2 separate regions of the Sus scrofa genome follow, and region 2 is linked to region 1. The links are chromatin contacts, called in public HiChIP or PLAC-seq maps. All regions are on one chromosome and are shown on one strand. The core of a region is the stretch at or near the end of the contact, and the rest is flanking DNA. Distances in the headings are between cores, read along the strand shown.

What was found. HiChIP or PLAC-seq counts read pairs in DNA pulled down with a chosen protein or histone mark.
Region 2: a contact with region 1 is called in an H3K27ac HiChIP or PLAC-seq map of alveolar macrophages. The contact joins two enhancer-like sites. A contact is called at or near these places in 1 of 47 Hi-C or Micro-C datasets (liver) and 1 of 2 datasets of contacts at active chromatin or transcription factors (alveolar macrophages).

What each region holds. Positions count from the first base shown.
Region 1 is chr4:20,620,150-20,623,935 of Sscrofa11.1, reverse strand. No RefSeq gene overlaps it. Among named protein-coding and RNA genes, the nearest start is that of EXT1, 23 kb to the left of the region's middle. Within about 2 kb of position 1,990, at least 2 of the 83 cell types and tissues checked have an H3K27ac peak or open chromatin away from gene starts, as enhancers often do. A contact at or near this core is called in alveolar macrophages, where this site is marked.
Region 2 is chr4:20,812,004-20,815,789 of Sscrofa11.1, reverse strand. All of the region lies in intron 1 of EXT1 (exostosin-1), which reads right to left. Among named protein-coding and RNA genes, the nearest start is that of EXT1, 170 kb to the right of the region's middle. Within about 2 kb of position 1,754, at least 15 of the 83 cell types and tissues checked have an H3K27ac peak or open chromatin away from gene starts, as enhancers often do. A contact at or near this core is called in alveolar macrophages, where this site is marked.

The sequences.
Region 1 (3,786 bases), core at 741-3,240:
TGAGGTTATCTGTCTATCATGGATAGCATATATCACATTAATTAATTGGAACTGTGTGTACACTTTTATCTGAATAGCTTCCACAATGACAAATTGGCATTTTCCTCACCTATTTATTGCATTCTCTCCTTTTTATGTTCTTATTTCTCGTCCTATGATTTCTATGAGTATTAAAATAGGATCACAGAAGTCAAGCACCTAGCTCAGTGCCCCATGTAGAAGGCACGCAGTAAATGATTTTTCCCTCTCCTTTTCTGCTTTTATATGATACTGTAGTTTACAGAACATTTTGATGTACACATTCATTTGGTCTTCTTGACCCTGAGAGGGAGGGTCATTTCGTATATGAGAAAGTATTTAAATCTCGCTGTGTCAGTCCTACTTCTTGTTTTTGATTTCAAAATATTTCAATAAAAATACTTCCCCTGTGTGTCTTTCTTTCAAATAGCTCAACAAGTCAGGGTTCACTGAATGACACATAGCAATAGTGAGAATGTTTTTTTCTACTGAAATCCACCTTAAAAGGAGGTGGTCATTTTTTTGCCTCCAGAAATTTTGCTGCTGATAGAAGAAGACAAAGGACCCTTTCTAGTGTGAATTTATGGAATGATTGTCTGCCCATAAAAAATTATTCTCCAGCTTGGAGCAATTAAAATGGTCTCTCTCCTCTCCAAATTAATGTAATTAATACTACAGTCTTGGTTGTTTATCATGACTTGATAATATCACAAGGGAATGAAAATATTGGCTCTTTTATCCCTTTAAATAGCTGAGATGAAACTGTTCGAGCTCTAATGTTACAACAGCTGTTTCTCATGTCCTAGAATATAATTGGTTGGTGCTGAGGTTACTAAATTGTAAGAAATTGACTTTGGTTTTATGCTTGCCTACTTTTGGTGAAGGGAGAGATGGGAAATATTAGATTTTTCCTGTAATGAAAAAGGTAAAACCTTCCCTAATGAAATGGCAGCTTCCAGGTCTCATCTGTATAATTTTCTTTACTGGCGCACTGTCTCTGGGTTTGCTGGATAACATGGCTGGGAAAGCAGGACCATTCTAGCTTTCCTCCTAATTAGCTCCCAACCCAGCACAGCTGGTCAAAACGCATCAGGGCTTTCCCACGAGGGCCTCTTTCTGGAAGTCACTGTAAAGTGATCTGGTCTCCAGTGAGAAATGCAATAGGGGATTTGAGACCATCATGATCCCAAATACTTTGTAGAAGGGAGGTTCCTTTATCTGAATATCTTTCTTGCTTAGGGACATTGTTCTCAAAATGTCCTTGGATCAGCCCCATTAGCATCACCTAGGAACGGATGCAGGTTCCCAGGCCAAACCTAGACTATTAAATTAGAAACTCTGGAAGGGGTGGGCCTGGGAATCTGCATCTGTTCCTTGGTTGATGCTCCCATGCATTCTCATGAACTGAATGGCTGGAACCAAAGCTGTGGAACAGATCTAGTGGGACGGTCACAAGGTGGAATTTAAGGGGCAGACCTAACTTTAACACCAGAGAAGTTTTTCCAGTTATAAATCCAGATGTCCACTGTTGAGTTCTGATTTCCCTGGTGTTCTCTTTCCAATGAGCTATAGCTTCTCCATCCTTTAGAAACTCCCCTTAGGTTGGAAAGGAATCAAGTATGTGCTGGATTTTTCCAGCAGCTTCTAGGCTGGCAAGTTTCCTTTAACCTTTGAAAACTACTTCGAAGTTTCCCTTTGAGAAAACCTAGAGCTATGCACAGCTGATATCTTTGCTCCTGGATCTGGCTCCCCTAGACCAGCTGCAGCTATGTAAACTGGAGGAAGGGAAGTCGCTCTGATGCCTGCTGTGAAGTAATGGCAGGAGCCTTTAGGAGATGTGGAATGTGAAGCAAAAGTGTGATCAGTCAGCAAGGAAGAAAACCCAGGGCTTCCTGTTTGGACAAATTCCTAGTTTCTTTTTGCCTGTTCTTCCTCTTCCATCTCTTTGGTAATAGGAGTTCTTCCTCCACCAGAATGCACAGCCCCATTTCCCAGCAGTGCTTGCATTGCCCTGTAGACACTAGGTTACGCAGAATGTAGAAGTATCAGCTTAAATTGAAGAACAGAAGTTTTCCTTCCGTGCTGTGTTCTTAAGCTCTACAAGTTAGCACAGCACCATCCAAAAAATATTAAGAATACACATGAGGGGTAGTTGCAGAAGTAGTAGAAAGCATTTCTCTCACCCTTGGCACTAATTTTTTTCTTTTATTTTTTGTGGAATGAAGATTAGAGGGGAAAATAAAATATCAATATTAGGCAAAATGAGTCAACAAGAAGAGGTATGGAACAGATGCCTGCTTAGAATGGAAGAATCAGGGATGGGGAGAATGGAGGTGAAACTTGATTTGATCCTTAAATGATAAGGAAGGAGGCAGCATGGGGTAGTGATAAGAGAATGGGTCTTACATACAGATGGCCAACAGGCACATGAAAAGATGCTCAGTGTTGCTAATTATTAGAGAAATGCAAATCAAAACTACAATGAGATATCACCTCATGCCAGTCAGAATGGCCATCATCTATAAGTCTACAAATAAACAAGTGCTAGAGAGGGTGTGGAGAAAAAGGTACCCTCTTACACTGATGGTAGGAATGAAAGTTGGTGTAGCCACCAAGCAAAACAGTATGGAGGTTCCTCAAAAAACTAAAAATAGACTTACCATATGATCCAGTAATCCCACTCCTAGGCATATATCCGGACAAAACTATAATTCAAAATGACACATATATCCCTATGCTCATAGCAGCACTGTTCACAATAGACAAGACATGGAAATAACCTAAATGTCCATTGAGAAATGAATTAAGATGTGGTACATATATACAATGGAATAATACTCAGCCATAAAAAAGAACAAAATAATGCCATTTGCAGCAACATGGATGCAACTAGAGATGCTCATACTAAGTAAAGTAAGTCAGAAGGAGAAAGACAAACACCATATGATATCACTTGTATGTGGAATCTAAAATAGGGCACAAATGAACCTATCTACAAAACAGAAACAGACTCACAGATGTAGAGAACAGGCTTGTGGTTGCAGAGGGGGAGGAGAGAGGGAGAGGGATAGAGTGGGAGTTTGGGGCTAGCAATTGCAAACTATTATATATAGAATGGTAAACAACAAGGTCCCACTGTATAGCATAGGGAACTATATTCAATATTCTATGATAAGCCATAAAGTAAAAGAATATTTTAAAAAACCTATATACAGAATAGAAACAGACTTACAGACTTTTAAAAATTTTATTATTATTATTATTATTATTATTATTAAAGAATAGTTGATTTACAATGTTTCAACAAGTTCTGTTGTACAACAAAGTGACCCAATCACATACATTTCCCTGTGCTGTACAGTAAGATCCCATTCCCCATCCATTCCAAATATAACAGTTTGCATCCAAAAAACCCCCAAATGCCTATCCATCCCAATACCTCCCCTTTCCCCCTTAGGAACTTCAAGTCTGTTCTTCTTGGCCATGGTTTGCTCCTGTTTTGTTGTTTGTTTGTTTGTTTGTTATTTTTAGGTAGGATCATCTGTTCCATGTTTTAGGTTCCACAAATAAGTGACATTACATGGTATTTATCTTTTTCCTTCTGGATTACTTCACTTCAGACTTACAGACTTTGAAAACCAACTTAGGGTTACCAAAGGGACAGGTGGGGAGAGGGATGGACTGTGGTGTGGGATGGGCACACGCACACTGAGCTGTATGAAATGGTTGGCCAACAGGGACCTGCTGTATAGCACAGAGAACTCTCCC
Region 2 (3,786 bases), core at 505-3,004, 190 kb before region 1:
GGAAGGGAGGGAGGGAGAGAAGGAGGCCTGCAAACTCTGCAAACTTCCTAGGATTGTGGTGAGAATTGGATGATAATGGGCATCAGGGAGGCCCACCCCTGGATGGCTCTCAGGAAACAACACACCAGTTGGGGAGAGGATTGGGGGGGTGATAACACAGCAGTTGGGGGGGTGGGGGGTAGCAACACTGTCACTACCACGGTTAACCACCCCCCCCCACTTATTTCTATTCACTCATTTTTCCATTCCTCAAACCCAAGTCTTTTTCCTGCACAAAATCCTATTTAGTCACCTATCATTCTTACAATCCCGGGACATCCAAACTCGGTTTTGTTGAATATTCTGACGCACATATGTATTTCTGTAACTCATCGCTTTATTTTATGTTTTTGGTTTGTTTTATGTTTTAATGTTTAGACCTCTGTCACAGTCTCTCACTCAACACAGGAAATCCCAGGGACAGAGAAAACCTGGGTTGGCAAAACACTAGGTTGTAACATTAAGGGCAGGTGTTGAATATTTAATGAAAACCGACCTCTACCGTTCAATGCTGTTCCAAACTCCCTGTTTCTGGTTTACATAAGAACACCAGGCAGAGGGGAATGAATGAAGCCACTTTTATAAACTCTTTCCTTAGTCAACAAGAAGGGCTAAGGAAAGAGTGGGGTTATTGCTTCCTTAATTCAGCCCATCACCCCATAAAACCCTTGCTTTTGGAAAACTGGGCGCCCATATTTGCTCAAGTGGAAATGGTGGCTCGACTCGGCAACCTTATTCCACTGAGACTTGTGCAAAGAAAACAAAATGAATGGTTGGTGAAGGGAGGGGAGAACCCTCAAATTTAGAATTTCCCTCCTGGCCTCAGGAGAACTGAGGGCGGGAGCCTGTTCTCAGGCTGTGCCTCTAACGGAGTGTGGATCCAGAGTCCCCCCATCCTGGGCATCTCAGTCAAATCAACCTCCATGGGTCAGGAAGAAACACCAATGAACAAGGCCTCATGTGGTCCAAAATGACCAAGCTCACCCCCCACCACCATCACCACCTCGGCCAAAGTCAATCCAGAACCTTGACGTCAAGGTAATCTACAAGCAAAACACACCCAGAAGAAATAGCCCTACCGAACTGCCAACCTTCTCAATTCTTTATCTGTGAGACAGTAAATTTTCTTGATTGCTTAGACTACTTGGTGTTGGACAGCCTCTGACATGGGGCCCAACATCCGATGCCACCCTCGACCCAGTGCCTGCCACACGGGGGATCAATAACCAGCATCACACCTGCGGGTATTCCTACTGTCTTTCTCCACCTCCTCCTCCACTCCCCCCCCACCACAACTTCCTCACCCAACTTCCCTCCCGAAACAACCCGATTTAGCTAATTCGAAAGCCTTTTTTAAAATTTATGCTTGTTTGGCATTTTTTTTTCCCCCAGAGCGGCTGTGTGTATTTAATATGATTAACAGCTTTAGTCATTAAACAACGCTTTCTTTAAGAGGATTGCACGAGATTACCCTTAGGGTCTTGGGCTGAAATCATCGCACAGACGACGCCTCGTACACAGCCAAGGTAGTGGAAGTTCATCATAATGTAACAACTCTGCTCGGTACTTAATATAGCCGATGACACAACCCATAAAAATATTCTTCCTAAACTAATCAAATCATTAAAATGTCAGCTTTCCCTGCAGACACTCCACGGCGCTCAGGCCCCTGGCCCGGATTCAGTGCAAATGGAATCTTGCTGAATCGTCCTGATTTATGAAGCCTGTGTGTCTTCACATTGCCCCCTCCCCATTGCTCAACTCTGCCGGCCTGGATGCAGCCGTCCCAGCAGGCGGATCAACTGGGCGGGAGGCCAGGAGCCAGGACACAAAGTGGGGTCTTGTCAACCAGCTCCCTTCTTAGTGTTCCCACACAGTAAAGGCTGCAAGGTTGTCCCCTGGACTCAGTGGGCTTCAGAGCATGCTGCCACTTGTTTAAAATCTGAAGTTGCAATGAAAAATACCTCTTAAGCACTTTGTGCTAGAGTGAGCACTGGACTGAGAAAGGGGCAGGGGACACACATTGGCTTGTGGTCCACAGTTTCTTAACAGAGCCTGATTATGACAACTGCTTCCTGGGGGCTCAGTAATCAGCCTCATATTTTCAAGGCCTTCCATCAGACCACTGCTTACGCTACTCAGAGATTTTCTGAATCCTCTCTGAAACAATCCTGATCAAAGTAAACAGCTGGCTTTGTGGGCCTTCTGTTCTGGAACCACAGCACTAGAAACTTCCATAGGAAAACATCTTCCTTGCCCCACGCCAATCCGAACCCAGGGCTTCACATCTGCACATTGCCTCTATGGATAAATAATTTCTACAGACTGCAATGCTGTGTAGCCTGGTAGCCCTCAGCCACTTGTGGCTCCATACATTTAAATTAATTAAAATTAAACAAAATTAAAAACTCAGTTTCAGGAGTTCCAGTCACGGCTCAGCAGTAATGAACCCGACTAGGATCCATGAGGACTCGAGGTTTGATCCCAGGCCTTGCTCAGTGGGTTAAGGATCTGGCATTGCGGTGAGCTGTGGTGTAGGTTGCAGATGAGTCTCGGATCTTGCATAGTTGTGGCTGTGGTTCTGGTTTGACCCCTAGCCTGGGAACTTCCATGTGCTGCAGGTGTGGCCCTAAAACAAACAAACAAACAAACAAAAAATGAACTCAATTTCTTTGTCAAGCCAACCACATTTCAAGCACTCAGTACCCTGTGGAACTTATGGCTGGTGCGCTGGCCAATGCAGATTTCGAGAGCCTGTCGGTCGTGCAAAATTCCTTACCTATTCAAGGAGGTACACTCATAATTATTTTTACTTTGCAAAAAAATTAATTTGGACCCATTGCTCACTAGCATCTTTTAACATAAATGGATGTTAATGCATGAAATACAGAAAATAAAAGTAATTCAAGATCTACAGATTAAACAAAAAAAACTGATGAAATATTTATCGAGCATATATACACGGTATGCAAGGTACCTGATCCTGCCTATTTTACGGTTTTGGCTCCCAAAGAAACCCCTCAAGTTTTCATCAATATACCCCAAGTCCAGACCAAGTGCAAATTCCTAAATTATCTCCTCACTTGTTTTTTCAGGCTGTTTCTTCCCATAGGAAGCTTAAGAGAAACTATAAAACTCATTGACCTCACGAAAACACCACCTATTCTACGGATCCCTCTGGTAGGAATTGGCTCATCGGTAATAATATACATAATAAAATATAATGTTTTTCAATTCTGCCAGGCTATATATATACTAAACTACCCTGTGAGTTGGGTACTACTGTTACCTCCACTTAACAGATGAAAAAAATGAAGCCAAGAAAAGCAAACTGCTTGCTCAGAGTCCCAGCACTAATAAATTACAGGGCGGGGATGTAACCTCTGGGCCCATGAACTTTGGAGACCCAATTCTTCACCAATGCTCTAAACACTTCCTTCCTTGTGGCCGTGATTTCACAATTCCTTAGATTATTGCAAACTGTGCACATAGCTGTCTCAATCTCATTTCCTTCTTTGGATTATAGATTCTCCCAAATGCAAAACCCACACCTCCCTCACATTCCCTCCACCCAGCACACAGGAAATAGACTACAAGGAAGAGAAGGCTGTGGACTAAGGAAATGACGACTGCATTATGAATGCGACTTTCAGAATCTGGTTCAAGACTAAACTGCAAAGCACCAGTCCTCTTCAATGACCAGAAATGATTCTTGGGTCTGCCAAAGATGTCTCAGCTGTCCTCGGA